Linked DNA regions of Mus musculus: all the other regions are linked to region 2. Evidence: chromatin contacts called from public HiChIP or PLAC-seq and promoter capture Hi-C data. All regions are on one chromosome and are shown on one strand. The core of a region is the stretch at or near the end of the contact, and the rest is flanking DNA. Distances in the headings are between cores, read along the strand shown.

Region 1 (3,492 bases), core at 934-3,433, 370 kb before region 2:
ATCCCAAAGGAATATCTTATGACCTGGGGTAAACTATTTTCCTTATTTGGAGCATAGATTGGTATTTTTAAGGTCCTTTTTCAGTGGATCCCTAATGCTAGGAGATGGATTATTTTGAGGGTAGTAACATGATTGCTTATTCAGTGTAGTTGGGGAAAGAGGACTTCAGTGGATAATTATATCCATGGTACAGAGCGTCTGTGTATAATGGGAGCAGTGTGAGATCTGAAGACTGAACACTTGGAGTTTCCATCCTCCTGCTGTATGACACTGGCAAGTCTCTTCACCTTGCTAGAGCCCATTTTCTCCTCTCTGAGAAACACGTTCATAATGCCTCAGTCAGTTGTAAGAGGAGGATCAAGTTGTAATATCGCAGTTCTTTGCAAATGCTTCTGAAAGATTGGTAAGTGAGCCCATGAGTGTGTTTGACCCTGGCCACAGGCTTTCTTAAAGTAGTAAATTTCATGAGTACTTCTGAAAAATAATTTGATGTAGAGGAGCTTAATGAGTTTCCAGAGAACCTTGTTTGAGTCAGAGTGACCTGCAATTATGTGACGCCGATCATAAGACCAGCTTCCTGTCATGAGCAAGCTTTGGAGGCATGCTAATTTCACAGTACCTTGTAAAGAAATTCCTGACAGATATTTTTGTCTCCATTTCAGAAGACTAGGAAAACAGAGATGTTAGTGTAACCCCTTAACCTAAAGTACGTCAATGGACAGATTTAGCTTAACATTCTTGATAAAACAGTCACTTGTCTTTGTCACAGGCACCTGTCTCCCCTCCCTGCCTTTATCATCTTCTTCCCTTCCCCTTTTGTCTCTTTTTCTCCTTCTTTAGTTTTCTGAGAGAGGCTCTCGTTATTGAGCCTAGGGTTGGCCTTGAACTCGTGACCCAACACTGTGAGCGTCTGAGGGCCATGCTGAGATTACCAGCGTGTGCTATCACAATCGCCACTTTGGCCTTTTTAAAGCTCATTCCTGTCTAACCTTGAAAATAAGTGGAAGCCTTTCACAGAGGGCTGTTGACTACTCTCTGTGGTACCTCTGTAGTAGTTAAAGATAGACAAGAATCAGTGAATTCAGGGCTCAGGAAATCTGTGGTGAGCCCTAGGACAGTACTGAAGCTTGGAACTGGGCATGTGGGAAGGGTGTGTTCTGCATCAAGAAGTGGGTTTTCCATACCTTTAGTTCCAATATTGTTTATTTTCTCTTCGGTTTAGGAATTTTGAAAGGTAAGCCATCTCTCCTGTTTACTCAGGATGAGTGACAGACACGAACACATTTCATTACAGGGTTTGGTGAAGGTCGCCTCAAAGGAGCAGTTCTGAATTCAAGGGCAAATTTAGAAACCCTTTTAATTATGTTTGTTTAATAGAGGTAACCCCCCCTTGGGAAAACATATTTTCTTTCAGACTCTGTTGGTTCGCCCTGCCCCTGGCTAGCCCTCTTCACTCCCACAAACGTGCAAACACTCCTTCACACAGAGACCACTATTTAGGACCTGGCTACCCAGCTAGATTCCCCAAGTTAAAGGGGAAAAAAAAGGTAACTGTTTCGCCCCTGTTCCTATTTCTGTTTAGCAAACAGAATTTATACAAACTATACTCTTCTCTGAGCTGTGTGGCCTTCCCTGGGGACGGTGCCTTCGGGAACGTCTAGAAGTTAGAAATTACACTTTTCACTTGAAGTAACCAGGAACTTGTACAGTGTAGGGGCTTTGCTGGAACACAGGAGTGGATTGATAAGGGGCTGGTCGGGGGACCTTCCACCACACCTATACAACTGTTAGGTTGGGAAGAAACTTTCCAGAGAGTTTGGGTTCAGTGGAGAAAAGAAATTTCAGACGGTTAAGTGGATCACCATTCGTAAAGATACCATGGAAGGAGAAAGGGAGAGCGAGAGAGAAGAAGTTTATTTATGGAATGTCAGGGAGCCATTGAGGCCCAGCAGGATCTAGAAACCTAGGACTTTCCTCCAGGCCTCTCTTCTCCCCCTGACCTTGGATGAACTAGTGAGCAGTATATTATGCCAGCCGATTGTATCGTTTTGTCACGGTTAGCATTCTGGACTGTCACTGGAATGTAGGAAACAGATGAATTTGAATTGAACCATGAGGTGGTCTGCCCGGCCCTCTCCTGGTCTCAAGGAGACCTGTCGCAGTTTGTCTGGGCTGGGCCTTAATGAAAGCTTTAGAGGGAGAGAGAGGTGGGCCTTTGATCTCTTTGTTCCTGCTGCACCCTGGGAACTGGCTGAAATCAATGCGCTGTTTTCCTGAAGGAGTGAATGGGTCTGCCTAACTAGCTTTGTAAAGCTGTGGGGAATTCACTGCCTCTGTTTATTGACAGCTGAAAGGGAGCGCATGGGGTGGAATGGACCTTCTTGTGAAAACCAGGCACAGGAAAAATTAGACCTCAATTTAACACAGAGGAATTTGGAAATTCACCCCAAAGGAGCCGGGAGTTTCTCATGCTTACATTAGAATGACTCAAGTTTGGGGCTAGTGTGTAATGAACAATGGGGGTTTTGTCCCAACTATGCTATAAGTAGGAATATGGTATGCATAATGAATGACGGCAAGTAGCCGGCCATTCAACGTGCCCTTCTCTTTTTAAAACCCAGACAGAAAGACAAATGCGAACCATGATATAATCAGGTGATCCCCTCCTTTCTTTCCACCAAGAAGAAGCATTAATGGCATGGCTGGCTCCTTCAAAGTTTGTTTTTCATTTGTTTGTTTCAAAACATCTTTGAACTTGAGATCTAAGTTCATGGCGGGGACCCATTCTGTCTTGTGATTATTGCAGGGATACAATGATTACACATCATGGAGTTTTTTTTTTTTTTCTAGTCCCAGAACTGCTGAGAATGTCCGCAGAGTGTGTCGGAAACAAATGCGACAGACAGTGGACGGAGATAGCTCCTGGAGTAACAATAGTTTGTAAATCTTAAAATTAACTACCTTCCTTTTCAGAACATGGTAAAGTAGGAGCTCTGGTTTATGGCAAGGAAATACCCCACCCTTTCTTAGCTCTCTTCCCTCACTGGCCTGATGCTTGATTTCCCAGAAAGAATTTATGGCTCCCTCCTTTGGCCCCAGCCCTTTGTGCATACCTCAACCACAGCACTTAACACGTCCCCCAGAGCTCTTTGTTTAGGTGTATTCTTTTAGCTAGAGGTAAAGCAGCTGTGTCCTATTCATTTTTATATCTTCAAGCCCAGCAAAGTTCTTGGCTCAGTAAATGTGGCTGGATGAATGGGGATTGATGGCTCTCTGTACATCCTATGAATGTAACTACTTAACCAGGCTTCCACTGCAAATGCTACATTTTAGGAAAACCTGATTGGTCTATTGAACCTGATCAATGCTGTTGCTGTTCCTTTATGGCGTATTATCAAACACTTTTTTTTTTTTTTTTTGCCTTCATAAGTTTGCGAGCCTCCATCAGCCCCTCTAGAGGAGGCATTTAAAAGCATAGGGCAATGTCCCTTT
Region 2 (3,208 bases), core at 275-2,774:
GCTTAGTGGATTGATGAACAAGGCCTCCGACTTCTCCATGCATTCTGAGGTGTACCTGCGTGCGCGCATACACAAATAAACAAACGGGGAAAATCATCAAGGAAGGCATGACCCCAGACCTCAGAACGTGGGGAAAGACACCGCAGGGGAATGTGTGTTGGGGGGTGCAGTTCGCATTAGTAAGCGTTTTCCTGAAACTGGTCATTCTCATGCCCCCCCCCGCCCCCCGCGCCCCGTCCTTCTCTAGTTCCCATGCAGCGGTCACATGTTGAAAATTATAAACAAACAAACAAAAAACCACCCTTGAAAACTGTTGGACTTAAAGACAAAAGTTTTTCCAGTTCTCGGGATATTTTAAATAACGACAATCTGCCTAATGTCTCCACTTGATATGCCATACCATCACCATCGTTCCACGTTGACCACTGAGACAAAGTTAAGCAATTTGTCCTCCTTCACTCACCGCAGCCTGGGTAGCATTGGGTCTCAGTGAAGTTCCTAGTTGTCGCCTGTCCTTAGAGGACACAGGACACAGGTTTCTCTCTACAACAGCAATACTGGCCCCAGGCTTTCCAGAGAACATTACAGCAGACACACACACACACACACAGAGCCAGGCCTAGCTCTCAATAACACCTCTATGGCTTTTCACAGTCAGGGAAACTGGATTCCCCTATCCTGTTACCAGCAACCCCCTCCCGACCCGCTCCAAGAAATCTCTATTTCAGAAGTAGGAGTGAGTAGGGTTACCTTTCAAACCCTGTGCTTACCCATGAAGTGAAGGGACCACACCCTTCCGAAGGACCACAGTCCCATAAAAGACCAAATAGCCCAAGAACCAAATTAGCCCTAGACCCAAAGCCAAAACTGGTGCCGCCTGGCGCTGCACAACCAAGCGGGAGTCCAGGGGAACCCGCGAAAATCGCGCTGTGGGCACCCGCGCAGAAGAGCGGCGCACCCACTCGGGCGCACCCACCGGTCGCCTGCCGCTCAGCCAAGGGACACCAAGCCTTTGAAGCCCAGCAGGAGGTGGCGATGTGGGGACTACAGCTTTCGCCCTTGCTCTCGTCCCCTAACCCCCACGGCTGCTCCCGAACGTCCAGGGAAGATCGCCATACGGCGATCCTCACCTGCCGGGGTTAGCCCTCCCTGGACCACTCCGGGCCATTCAGAGCCACCCTTACCTGAGCCGGAGATGTGGACTCTGAGCGGGCGGCCCCGGCTCGAGGCTGACGACAGGTCGCTCTGGGAGCGGCCACGGGGACTCGGATCCCCGGGAAGCCAGCGCAGGGAAGGCACCGGTGGCCCGGGAGCCTCGGGTTCGGGGTCCAGAGCCTCCGCCGCCGCCGCCTCCTGGCCCGCTGGCTGGTCCGGGGACATCTCAGGACTCCTGCCGGCTTCCGCCATCCGCTCTAGGCGCCAGGAGGGAGCAAGCTCAGGCAGGGTGGAGCCGGCGCAAAGGGCTGCGCTGTCCGCCGCGGCCCCGCGTGGAGCCCCTGGCCGGCTGGCAGGGCGGGGAGGCGGCCGCAAGCAGCGGGGCGCAGCGCGGGAGGAGGAAGAGCACAGAAAAGTTTGCACAGGAAGGAGCCGCCTACAGCCGGCTTTCGCTCCCGCGGGCGACAGCCACCGGCCTCCGAGCCTGCCACGCTCGGTGCCCTAGAACCTGCTCCGGCTGCTCCGGCTGCTCCGCCCCCCACCCCCACCCCCAGGCGCGGCTCCTGTATTGTAAGACAGGGGTCTGTCGCCTCTGACCCAAAGCGGCTCAACCAAAGGGTCTCAGAGAAGTGGAGTTTCAGCTGCAGAGCTGAGATGCAAGGTCAGAGTTAACAGCCTCATTTGCACTTGGTCGCCGAGGGGTGGGGACAGGCGTGCACACACCTGGCTGTCTTGTAATATAATAGGACTAGGACCCAATGACTGTCATATGTAGTTTACAGGTGCAAAACACCGGAGCCAAAGGGCACTGGGTTTGCAGGAGGATTCCTGGCAGATCTGGAGTCGCTTGTGAAGTCTGGTCCTTTGGTCCTCCCTGCAAGATTCGCCTCTTGCCCTTGTCAAAGCTCATCTCTGTCTCTCAGAGCCCCACATTCTTGAGCTTCCGTGTATACTGGGTCAGACTCAAAGGTCGTGGTTTTTAAAAAGATCAGTCTTTTAAGGGCTGAATTCGTGTCACAGATGTGAGGTTTGAGTGAATGCTTTCCAAAGGAAGAGCAGCCGGGATGCCTGGCAAAGGGGACGTTGGTTTTGCCAATTGAAATCTCAGCTTTATCAGTTACCCAGATAGGTCCCCAAGTAGAGGCTGGCCCAGAAGTGAAAAGCTGTAAGCTAAGTAGCTGACCATCTCTGCAAGTTCTTGACAGTGGAGGCGCGTTGCTGGGCTTCACAAAGGCACCATAGACAGCAGCAGGAAGAGAAGGAGACAGAGAGGGGAAGGGAGGACACAACCATCACAACGCCACGCCCCCTTCCCCCTACACACACATTCACACATACCTCAGGTTCGATTTGTATGGAGTATTTCATCTAACAAGAAAATAAGCCCATGCTTAAGGTAAGAGAGAAACAAGAACCAAGAGAGGAAAGCTAGAAAACACAGACACGGAAAGGGCCTAGCAACTAGGTCACGCTGTTCACAGTACAAGCTGTTAAAGGCTTTTTTTCTCACAGCAACTCTGTGGGGGTGGGGTGGGGGTGGGGTGCAGTGGGGTGGGTATTGTCACCGTCAGCAGAAATCGTCTGGACTTGCTTTAACTCTTTCCTGCTAACAAAGTTTGCGAATGGGCACTACTCCAGAACCAGGTGAGATGGCTAGGTAAAGCTCCTATGGCAAGCTTGAGGATCCCGGGTCCATCCCTGTGACCTACAAACCGGAAGAAGAGAACTGACTCCCTCAAGTTGTCCTGCAGATCTCTCTCTCTCTCTCTCTCTCTCACACACACACACACACACACACACACACTAAATTATGTAAAACAAAGGATGGTGCTCTAAAAGTACTCCACTTTCTTGGTTTCTTGTGTGGTTTAGCAGAAGAGAGCTCTGTGGTTTCAGAGAAGGCAGTGGTAAGGTAGCAGGGGGCACTTAGAGGTTATACTTAGCCCAAATAATCACCCTTGGATTGTTTTGGATCATAACTAGATTAGTCCATGAGAGTATACCTTACAATGTCTACTTACATTACAATGGAAAACTTACATTACAGTGGAGC
Region 3 (3,263 bases), core at 397-2,896, 510 kb after region 2:
AAAAATCAGTGGCTTAAAAACTATAAATCGATCATTTTTCCCTTAAAATATTTTGGTCCTGTTTTTTGTTGTTATTATCCAGGGTAAGAGCAAGACCAAATAGATCTTAGGAGACTTTTAAGAAATAAATTACGAGCATTAAAGACCTCAGTAGGTGGAAGTTTATGCTGTGCAGTGGGTATTTAATGAGAACATAGCATTTCCTGTTTGTCTTCGACTTCATTGGAGGTGCGCAGTATGGAAATCAGCTTTCATTTCTGCCATGTGTCAGTTGTTTAAGGAATCAATATTGGAGATAAAAAGTGGGGCTCGAGGGGAGGAAGGGGGAGGGCAGGCAACTTTTGATGCTTTAAAAGATTCCTGGTAGCCAGGTGTGGTGGCGGACGCCTTTAATCCCAGCACTTGGGAGGCAGAGGCAGGTGGATTTCTGAGTTTGAGGCCAGCCTGGTCTACAAAGTGAGTTCCAGAACAGCCAGGGCTATACAGAGAAACCCTGTCTCGAAAAACAAAACAAAACAAAACAAAACAAACAAAAAAAAGATTCCTGGTAGAGAGTCCTATTAGGGAAACTGCAATCAGGATCGGGCAAGGAAAGTGCTTCTTCAGCCTCTGAAGATGCATGCCTCTTCTTGCTGGGGCCGGGCGGGGGTTGGTGGGCGGGAGTTGAGTCCTGCAGGACCGTAAGGCGTCAGGTGGCCTCTTGTGGGACTGCAGACCCGGGAGGCGCAGCGTTGCAGCGGGAGTCTCAGCGCACGCCCCCGCCTGCGAGCCCCCGCCCTGCCGGCAGCTGACCTTTGGCCCAGGGGCGGCCATCCGAAGGCGCTGACTGCGATGACGTCTCCCTGGCTGTCAGTGCACAACAGGAAATGCTCTCCGCCTCCCCACTTCCTGCCTGGAGAAAGTGGGGCTCGCTGCTCTAGCAGCCGGCCTAGTTTCGGGGCCCATGCGGAGCACCCTGGTTGCGCAAGGGCTCTGGGTGCAAGGCCTGGCAGGGGCTGCCTGGGCGGAAAGCCAGGGTGAGCACTGGCCGCGGACCGCCCAGCCTGGGGACCCCGAGCATCCGGAGGGGTCCCGGAAAGGAGGCCCCAGTGCTGAATAATGCTGACCTCACAGGGCCTCTGTTGATTCTCTGTTGTAAAGCCCTGACAGGAAGCCTCCTCTTTAACCCTCCTTCCAAAGGCCACCTTTGACTTTGTTGTGGAAATACTGACAAGGGCATCTGGGGCAAAACCTAAATATCAGGCCTGGGGACCCTGCAGGACAGACCCCTTCATAGTCATTTAAGCCATTGTTTAGGTAAAGTGAGGTTTTCTTTTCTTTCTGTGTGTTTTTTTTTTTTAAATATGAACCATTTTGCAAACTTAGGACAGTAATACATCAGTAGCTGTGGATGTATTATCTCGAATTTGCAGATATTTTGCTGATCTCTTTCTCCCTGGTAGACTTCAAACAACGGAAACCAAAGCACGTCAACCTAGGCTTATTAATAAGACATGTTTACATAACCCTTGAAACTGCATTTTAGAACGATATACAATCTATAATTTAGTACCGCGGATGCCCGTGTCGCGCATGCTTGCCAGTACGATAAAGGGAAGAGCCGTCAGCTAAGCAAGCATTGTGCTTATTTCCCTGGCTGACTCATGAATAGGCTTTGTCATGGGAGACTGTTCTTCTGGCCACACGGCCAAAATGCCAAAGTTCACTGGGAGGTCTACTGAGGTTTCTTATGTCAAACACTTGACAGAGTTTTAGTTAGATGAAAATACTGTGTAGTAGTTTCTATTAAACCCCAGGAATATTGTGGAACACGCACTTTACTCTCTGTGTTCTGCTACACTGACCTATGCTTTTGAAAGCGTAGCTTAAATGTCCTCACATGATTAGCCCATGTGTGTAGCATATGATGTCATTAGCCTTGGGAACTGTCAACTGATTTATGCAGTGAAGAACTTTAAGGCTATTTGAGAAGAGTTTTAAGTAAGACCTGTGGGTCTTGAAATCATGTCTTTGGTTTGTTTGTTTGCTTGCTTGCTTGTTTTTTTCTTTCTGGTGTGTATCTGTGGGAGGATAGTTTTGTTTCTTTTGAACTTCTACAGATTATAGAAGGCTACTCAGGGAAATAAACTTGGAGCATAAAAATCAGGGCAAGTTGTAGTTGAGGGGGGCTGACATCATTGTGTAGGCATTACCACATGCTAGCACACCTTATCAAACACAGAGCCTAAAGAATGTTAGGCAAGCTTGCTACCACTCAGCTGCACCCATGATGCAATCTTGATTGTTTAACAATTTGAAGAGCAAACAAGACCATGGGAATTAAAATCTCAGTGGAATAGAAGAATGTTACATTAGTAAAAGATTAAATTTGGGAGGTGATTTTCTTGTCCTTGTACTGACATAGGCAGGAGGTACATTGGATGTCCTGTAAACTATTGAAGTACATGTGAATTTCATCTTTGAGGTTACACTATGTTTGAGCCCATTGTCCATTGCTTTTCTGTATGATTTAACCACTTCTAAATCCAGCTTGTCCGTGTATGACATTAGCATTATGCAGATATTTATTTAGTAGTCGATTAATAAGGATCAATTACTCCAGATTTGAATTAACAATAATCTCCAGTTTTTATGCACCTTCTTGTTCGAGGTGCTAAGTAGGATCCTTAGACTCATTAACTAAATCTCATAATTGTCAGGAGAGTAACATACACTTGTGTGAAAACCATTTTATGAGGAGCCCTTCTGAGTGGTACCAAATTAGAATTTTTATAATATTTATCCAAACCAACATTTGATCTATATTTGTGGCTCAAATATATGTGCTTCATTTCATCCATGAATAGATATGCCTAGTTTGGAGGAAATACTTTTTTTTTAAAAAAAGATTGTATGTATGTATGTTTGTATGTATGTATGTATGTATGTATGTATGTATGTATGTATGTATATGAATACACTGTAGCTGTCTTCAGACACACCAGAAGAGGGCATCGGATCCCATTACAGATGGTTGTGAGCCACCCTGTGGTTGCTGGGAATTGAACTCAGGAGCTCTGGAAGAGCAGTCAGTGCTCTTAACCACTAAGCCATCTCTCCAGCCAGAGGAAATACTTTCTATGGTGCAGAAAGCTCACATGCCTTCATAGAGCTGCCTGACAGCTCCCCCGAGAGCAATAGAAGATGTCTTTTCAACTCTAAGCTGGGAAGTTACATTCTTGGAGGGAAATAAAATAAATAATAAAAAATAAATCATAAAAACA
Region 4 (3,686 bases), core at 917-3,416, 280 kb before region 2:
CTGAAAAACGCAGACCTGGTCTCAAAGACAAAGTGAAGCAGGAGCACATACACATAACACGAGTGAGAACGAGTCTTTCTTTCTTTTTTTTTTTTAATTTTTTATTAGGTATTTAGCTCATTTACATTTCCAATGCTATACCAAAAGTCCCCCATACCCACCCACCCCCACTCCCCTACCCACCCACTCCTCCTTTTTGGCCCTGGCGTTCCCCTGTACTGGGGCATAGAGAACGAGTCTTTCAACTAGACAATTCTGCATGGCAAATCTAGGTAAGAAATATATGTAACATACACTCAAAAAATGTCACTGGAGGCTTAGAAGAAAAGATTTGGAAGCTTTGACAGTAAGTATAGTTTCTTGTACTTATACCCAAAGAAAGCTTTTCATGAAGTGGTGTAATGGGTGGCTTTAAGGAAAAGTTAAAGGGAGGCAAATGCCTCGAAATACTTAAAACGTTTTTTTACACTTTTAATGAGTGTGTATGTGCAGCTAATACACACAGAGGACAAAAGGGAGTAGCAAAACCCCCGGAACAGTTGTTATAGATGGCTGTGACTCTACATATGGGTGCTGGGAACCGAACCTGGGTCCTCTGCAAGAGCAGCAAGTACTTAAACACTGAGCCATCTTTCCAGCATCCCCCAAAATGTTTCCATTATCCATCTTTAACAAGTGTGATGCTAACATAAACCAACCTACTCACGGCCCCTCTAGGATTGCCAAAGCTATCCATGAGCTTGGATGTTCTGTATTTCATGACATGAGAGACGAGGGGGCAAATGGAAGACTACTGTAATATGGGGGAATCCCAAGAGAAAGCAGAGACTGAGCATACCGCCATAGCCTAAATAATACTGTGCAGATGGAGGCTGTGAACTAGTGAACTTGACTAATATTCTATAAGATCTCTTTATTTAATAATCTCAAAGATGCTTTAGCCTGTCAATCAAAATAAATACACAACATCAAACATCAGCACAGAAACTGGAAACTGAGTCACAGCTCTTTTTTTTATTTTTTTAAGAGGACCAACTTCTGAGAATGCCCGGCATGCTTAAGTTCCCTGGGTTCCATGTTCAGGACTACAAAACTACCATTCACCTAAAAACGTAGTGGCTCCAGAACAGGACCTACCTTTTGTGTAGGCAAGAGAACCCTCTGGGGTGCAGTTTCATCTGCGGCTAAAGGATCTCGCTGGCTCCGGTGGACCAGGTGAAAAGACACAGCTTTCTTCTTCTCTATAAAGGGCTTTTTCTTTCTGTGAGGCTACAAAATAATCAGGAAAGGTCAATAAAACAGAACCCCCACACAGTGGGCAACGCCACAGCCACAGGTACACTCAGTTAAGCATGTGGAGGGTGAACAGATATTTCAGATTTGTACACCTAAGCCAGACAGGACAGGAGTCCCTGTCTCCTGAAGGATCCATACTTACCTTCGCCAACAAACCCTGGCTAGGCACCTACTCTGAGACACTTGTTCAAAGGTGCTGGGGAATATGTGGGGCAGTGTGAGAAACTCTCCGCTCTTAGCAAGTAAATCAGTAAGAGGGAAAATCAAACAGGATTTTCAAATCAAAAGCAAATGCCTGAAGTCTCTCTTAATGGGTGCTCTGGGAAGGTCCCCGAAAAGTTTTATCAACAAGACAAGGAGCCTGCCACAAGAAAATATAGACAGACACTTCATCTACAAGGTAGTAAATAAGATTAGGGCACAGACAACTAAGGTTCAGATGATTTACTCCTCGATACATTCGTATTTGCTCTTCAGCTCTGGGTCTAACCAGAGTTGCTACCCAGTGGCCCAAGTGAACCCCGGAAGCAGGGGGCGGAGCTTCTGCGTCACAGGGACGGAGTTACCCAAAGCCTTCAGGACTGGAAACTCCGGGCGTTTGGCGAAAGGGAAACCTTCTTTCTCCTTCCGAAGTGCCCCGGGGGTGACGAAGGTGACTGGTGCCGGGAGAGTGACAGGACTCGGGGCACCAAGCCACGCGGCCAGTGGCCTAAGTCAGCCGCAGGGAGCGGCTCCCTCCCGGAGCACCGCGGTTTTCTCACCATGATGAGGCAGGGACACCCTCTCCGGAACCGCGGCAGCCGAACCGCCGCTCCCCGGTACCTGCCGGCAGCTCCACACGTGGGTCCACAGGGCTAGGGCAGCACGTCACACGATGGCGGGGCAAGGAGCCAATCGCCGGCGAGCCGCTAGGCTGTAGCCGGAAGTTGCGTGAGCCCGCGGTGACAGAACCTTCCCGGGGACTTCCGGGAGGTGGGGCTAGCAGGACCTTCAGTGGGCGGGGCTTTCTGGCTGGAGTTGGTGGCGGCAGGGAGTAGCCTACTTACCTGAGGGCAAGTTTCAGGTTCCAACCTGGGGCTTCAGATATTCCTTACCTGTGCTTAACTCAGAACAAACAAAACAAAAACAATCAAAAACAAACGAAAACAAGACCAAGGCTGTGCAGGTTCATGACAGGAAAGTGGTCACTTCCCTGGCTTCTTCTTCTTCTTTTTTTTTTTTTTTAATATGTTTGTTTGTTTGTTTGGTTGTTTGGTTGTTTGGTTGGTTGGTTGGTTGGTTTTTCGAGACAGGGTTTCTCTGTGTAGCCCTAGGCTGTCCTGGAACTCACTCTGTAGACCAGGCTGGCCTCAAACTCAGAAATCCGCCTGCCTCTGCCTCCCGAGATTAAAGGCGTGCTCCACCACTCCCTGGCCTTCCCTGGCTTCTTGACCTAAGGGGAATCAGTTGCCTAGCAATGTCCAACCAAGGCCTAGCTTCAATAGGCAGAGTCTAACATCTTTAGGGTTTTCGTATTACATCTTTTTGATGAACAACTCCCAACCGTACCTTTAGCACAGTCCATAAGTGTTGGTATTCTGTCTGGACTCCACCCCCACAGATACCTGGCAATTGCCAGGTATTCGCTGCCCCACGGTTACCTGGCAACAGCCAGGTAGACCTGGCCCTATAAAAGGGGCTGCTTGTCTCCCCCTCTCCCATCCTCTCTCATTTGCCTTTCTTTTGCCTCTTGCCCTCTTGCTCCCCATTCCCTCCCCCCCTTGCTCCATGTGTCATGGCCCGCCTCTACTTCACTACTCTCTCCTTCTCTCTGCCTTTCTCTGCCTCGTCTACTTTCTTAACTCCCCTCTCCATGCCCTGAATAAACTCTATACCCCCTTCTCCCAGACCCCGCCAGAACTTATCGTAATAGCTCTTTCTCTTTTTATGATCACAACACTAAGATTATTGGTTTTAGGGGCATTTGATGTAATAAAATAAATTCCGAAGCTCTGATGATTGCATATTTTTTTAAGATGAAAACTAATAAAAACCCAAGGTGGTTTTTTGTTTTTGTTTTTTGAGACAGTGTCTCATGTAGCCCAGCCTTCTGTCCAACTTGAACTACGTATCCTCCTACTTGCATCACGCTAGTGTTGGGCGTATTCGATGTGTGTGATGCTGAAGACTGAAGCCAGCCAGGGCTTCCTGCATGCTCGGAGAGCACCCTAACACGTTTTCTGTGACTACATCTCCATCCCCCAAGTTGTTGCTCACATATTTTGTGGTGCCTTAAGCAAATAGGATTTTAAGTGTAATTTCTTAGGAAGATTTCCGTCGGATGCTGGAGAGGAGCGTGATGAAATAATCCAACATTCTATCAGTAGACGCTTGCTTTCTCATTCCCAATT
Region 5 (3,603 bases), core at 869-3,368, 390 kb after region 2:
TCAGGAATGAGAGAAGACCTTGATACAAAAGGAGTTCTGCTCGCATTGCATCCCAAAGGGTTCTGAAAGCCTAGGCACTTTTTGTTTGTTTGTTTGGTTGGTTGGATTTTGGTTTTGTTTTGTTTGGTTTTGGTTTTGGTTTTGGTTTTGGTATTGGTTTTTCAAGACAGGGTTTCTCTGTGTAGCTCTGGCTGTCCTGGAACTCACTCTGTAGACCAGACTGGCCTCGAACTCAGAAATCCACCTGCCTCTGCCTCCCAAGTGCTGGGATTAAAGGCGTGTGCCACCACCGCCCAGCTCACATTTTTTTTAATAGTATGTGGGCATCACTAATTTAAGTTCACTCTTAAGAAGATTCCTGGTGACTTGTCAGCATCCTAAATGCTTTCTATGCATAACTATCAGAGCCTTGGGGCTACTGAAGATTGAGTATACTCTGTATATGCGAACATCTGCTTGCTGTACCACACATCTGGCAAAGCCAGTCTCCACTGACTAGCCAATCAGCCCATCCAGGCAGGTACTCCCAGAGTTAGCCATCTATATGAAAGCTACAAGAAGCTGAGAGCAAAGTCCTATCATGTGTTCTTCAGGTGGGCAGACAGTAGGAGGAAAAAGACGCTGGTAGGGAATGCATATATTCAGACGGAAGTTAATTCCAATAAGAAGTTGAAAAGCCCAACTCAGGCAGGCAACACCAGGCAGCCCTTTGCCTAGAGGCAGGTGGGAAAAGTTGCGTATATCTTATATATTGAAAATAGAAGGTTTTTTGAAAACATCTACCTGTATCTCTTTAGGCATCTTACACCGACGGAACGATATTCAAATAGGTTCAAATTTGTCAAAGTGGAGGGTCAAGAAAATTTGTGCCAACCTTGTGATTGCACCAAGCTTATGCATAACCTCAGAGTCTTTGCGTTCCAGGAGTTGATTGTATGTTTTTCTCCGTGATCTTTTAATTGCTTGTGTTTCCATACACGACCCTTGTTTGATAACCTTTGAATGTATTTATGACTTAGTCTTGGTGACTTTTCAAAGCTCTACACCTACCCCAAGTCATTACAAGGCATTGTGCCCTCTGATTATCTACAGGAGTGCTTTCGGTACCCAAGGTATAAAAACTTAAAAATAATTATCGTTGTCTGCTCCTCTTTAAAATTATCACGTGTCAACAGAACAGATGATTACACAAACTGCAGGCTTTCAATGTGAACGACTAGAAGTTCAGTAGTTGCCAGGTGGAGCCTCACCGTGAACTGCTCTCTCAGTGTTTCTAGAAAGAGTTTTAAACAAATTGTTGACAGTGGGCAGAAAAACATGTGCAAGGGTTTTTTCCTATGGGGCGATTTCCCTCCTCCGGAAGGAGGTGTGTTTGTGTGTTTCTAAGCCATGCTCCATGGAACCAGACAATACTCATGTCTCCTTTGGGTGCTGCAAGTTTACCTTTGCATGTGGTTCTGGAAAACACTTCGGTGGAGAATTAATCTGAGGGCACTCATGATCGGGGCCAACAGATGCTTTTGGTGGCACAATCCTATTCCCTGGTCACTTCTTAGAAGCAGGCCTGTGCCCGTTTGGCTGTACTCCCATGTTTTCCTCCTCTACCTACCAGGTAAAGGTGAGAAGGGCATCCAGGCCTTCAGTGGAGCCCAGCGTGGCTGTTGGTGGCCAGCACGCGTTGGTGCTCCCGTGACACACACACAGGCACAAACACGCACACACGCACAAACACGCACAAACACGCACGCACGCACACGGGGGTGCAGCCCACGGCCTTACCAGATCAATGAAGGTCAGGAACTTCCAGCTGCCTCCGTAGGTCTGATGCGAGGGCATTTCGATGGCCTTGTAGTTGCACAGGATGGAGCAATAGGATAGCAGGATTGCTACCCGCAGCACCTGGCAGGGGACAAGCGCCATGTTCGCGCGGCCTGGCCCCGCCGGGCTGCTCGTGGGGAGGGCAGGCGAGCTGCTCCGCGGTGCCGGGCGCCGTGGGAACCGGGGCGCGGCGCGGCGAGGGGCGGAGCGCAGGAGGCGGGGCGCGTCCCCGGGGACAGTGGCGGCGCCGAGCGCACCGGAGACCTGCGCGGGCGGGGCGGCAGTGCAGCCTACGCGAGCTGGCGGCCTGGTGTCATCTCTGGCGTCATCTGCGTCATTCTGCAGCGGCGTTCGTCGTACCGGCCGGGCGCCCCCTAGGCGGTCCGCGAGGTCCACCCCCCCCCCCCCCCCCCGGCCTCCAAGGTGGGAGCGCCTTTCGGGCAACCACGGTTCCAGACGGGAAGGACCTGACCGAACCGGTCCGGACCCGGCATCCCCGGGCAGCTGGTGCTGGCTGCCATGGCACCAGATGGGGTCAGAACGTGTAAAGCCACACACAGTCCCCCTCCAGTGACACCCATTACTTAGGATTCAGTTGAGGGTTTAATGTTAATGAGCATTTATGACTGTGAAGCCCCTTATAAATTTCACAAGGCTTTAATAATTTATCAGTATGCACGAGCTTTGAACAAATTCTTTTTTAAACTTTTTATTACGTCTTGTGGGTATATGCATGTACCACAGGACAAACGTGGAGGCCAGAGGACAGCTCAGGTGTGAGTCCCCTCCATCGAACTCAGGTCATGAGGCTTGATGGCAAGCTACTTTAGCAATTACTGACCAGGGCAAGTTTTATAAATAGAAATCTGTGCTGATTGCCATGACTGCTACGAGACAGCATTCCATTTGAAAGTCAAACCACCCGGAGGATGTAAACCTCACCCACGCATGTGTGATTTAATACAAATCTTTCGGAGTTAAAATTCCTTTTGCACTTCGACATTTCCCAACCCACCTCCCTTATACTACCGCACCAGAGCTGAATGGGAGGAAAGTAAATATAAACTGGATTCCCTCAGCCTTCCAGTAAATGTTGTCACAGGGAAGTTGCAACAGTCTGTGGGCAGAGTAGGGTTTTTGTTTTCTTTTAAATCATGATCATGTTTCAACCAACCAGATAAAGGGTCCGGTTATGAGAAGACCACATGAGTATTTCCTGTGGATCCATTCAAAACAGGTGTCCCATTCAAATAGTCTCTGAGTCAGAGGGTGTGGTGGGAAGGTCTAGGGGAAAGCATAGTCTCAGAGGTAAAGAGAAGCAAACAAATCCGACTCGTAGTTTTTTCCACTCCACTAGGGAAGAGAGCCACTAGGTCTTTTTAATTGACATAATTATGCTGAAAGAAACTGAAATCACAAGATGATATTACTAGCATAAAGCATTCTTCACTCAGAATTTATGAGTTCATACTCATGTTTAAACAGGATCTATTTGCGTGTGTGTGTGTGTGTGTGTGTGTGTGTGTGTGTGTGTGTGTGTCCTTAATGAATGTTCATATAATTACAAGAAAAAATGAATTTACTGAAGCCCTCTCACTTGGGCCTAATGAAGTTTTATAAAGTGATGTGATATTACAAAGTTTGATACAACCCTCCTACTTTACATTTGAGAAAGTAGTTCACAAGATTTCTACCCATTCCCATAATTATAAAGTATTGTTTTATGAAGCTATTTAAGAGTTTACTATGGAGAATTTTTGAATAATTACTATGACATCAAGAGTT

The links. Promoter capture Hi-C pulls out the DNA fragments that hold promoters and counts their contacts. HiChIP or PLAC-seq counts read pairs in DNA pulled down with a chosen protein or histone mark.
Region 1: an H3K27ac HiChIP or PLAC-seq map of embryonic stem cells shows a contact between it and region 2, with 8 read pairs. The contact joins the enhancer-like site here to the promoter of Phactr2 in region 2. A contact is called at or near these places in 17 of 39 promoter capture datasets (the 3T3-L1 cell line, the C10 cell line, the HPC-7 cell line and 10 more), 4 of 484 Hi-C or Micro-C datasets (bone marrow-derived macrophages and embryonic stem cells), 11 of 115 datasets of contacts at active chromatin or transcription factors (bone marrow-derived macrophages, embryonic basal ganglia, embryonic forebrain and 5 more) and 4 of 9 other capture datasets (adipose tissue, embryonic stem cells, liver and 1 more).
Region 3: a contact with region 2 is called in a promoter capture Hi-C map of hematopoietic stem and progenitor cells, with 3 times the contacts expected there. The contact joins the enhancer-like site here to the promoter of Phactr2 in region 2. A contact is called at or near these places in 3 of 39 promoter capture datasets (3T3-L1-derived adipocytes, HPC-7-derived erythroid cells and hematopoietic stem and progenitor cells), 1 of 484 Hi-C or Micro-C datasets (embryonic stem cells) and 3 of 115 datasets of contacts at active chromatin or transcription factors (bone marrow-derived macrophages, memory CD8 T cells and pro-B cells).
Region 4: a contact with region 2 is called in an H3K4me3 HiChIP or PLAC-seq map of bone marrow-derived macrophages, with 3 times the contacts expected there. The contact joins the promoter of Ltv1 here to the promoter of Phactr2 in region 2. A contact is called at or near these places in 3 of 39 promoter capture datasets (the HPC-7 cell line, liver and neutrophils), 1 of 15 datasets of contacts at CTCF or cohesin (the NIH/3T3 cell line), 1 of 484 Hi-C or Micro-C datasets (regulatory T cells), 1 of 115 datasets of contacts at active chromatin or transcription factors (bone marrow-derived macrophages) and 1 of 9 other capture datasets (adipose tissue).
Region 5: a contact with region 2 is called in an H3K4me3 HiChIP or PLAC-seq map of bone marrow-derived macrophages, with 5 times the contacts expected there. The contact joins the promoter of Aig1 here to the promoter of Phactr2 in region 2. A contact is called at or near these places in 1 of 39 promoter capture datasets (macrophages), 1 of 484 Hi-C or Micro-C datasets (LSK cells) and 1 of 115 datasets of contacts at active chromatin or transcription factors (bone marrow-derived macrophages).

The regions. Positions count from the first base shown.
Region 1 is chr10:13,105,973-13,109,464 of GRCm38.p6, forward strand. The region is part of intron 2 of Plagl1 (pleiomorphic adenoma gene-like 1); the gene reads left to right. Among named protein-coding and RNA genes, the nearest start is that of Hymai, 17 kb to the left of the region's middle. Within about 2 kb of position 2,184, at least 58 of the 459 cell types and tissues checked have an H3K27ac peak or open chromatin away from gene starts, as enhancers often do. A contact at or near this core is called in embryonic basal ganglia, embryonic forebrain, embryonic stem cells and 1 more, where this site is marked.
Region 2 is chr10:13,472,872-13,476,079 of GRCm38.p6, forward strand. It overlaps Phactr2 (phosphatase and actin regulator 2), which reads right to left and starts at 1,525. Exons shown (of 13, transcript NM_001195065.1): 1 at 1,185-1,525. The coding sequence starts at 1,407.
Region 3 is chr10:13,982,190-13,985,452 of GRCm38.p6, forward strand. The region is part of intron 1 of Hivep2 (human immunodeficiency virus type I enhancer binding protein 2); the gene reads left to right. Among named protein-coding and RNA genes, the nearest start is that of Hivep2, 17 kb to the left of the region's middle. Within about 2 kb of position 1,647, at least 300 of the 459 cell types and tissues checked have an H3K27ac peak or open chromatin away from gene starts, as enhancers often do. A contact at or near this core is called in 3T3-L1-derived adipocytes, bone marrow-derived macrophages, embryonic stem cells and 3 more, where this site is marked.
Region 4 is chr10:13,190,971-13,194,656 of GRCm38.p6, forward strand. Ltv1 (LTV1 ribosome biogenesis factor) reads right to left here and starts at 2,167. Exons shown (of 11, transcript NM_181470.4): 1 at 2,058-2,167; 2 at 1,138-1,269. The coding sequence starts at 2,060.
Region 5 is chr10:13,866,839-13,870,441 of GRCm38.p6, forward strand. Aig1 (androgen-induced 1) reads right to left here and starts at 2,119. Exons shown (of 6, transcript NM_001347362.1): 1 at 1,780-2,119. The coding sequence starts at 1,920.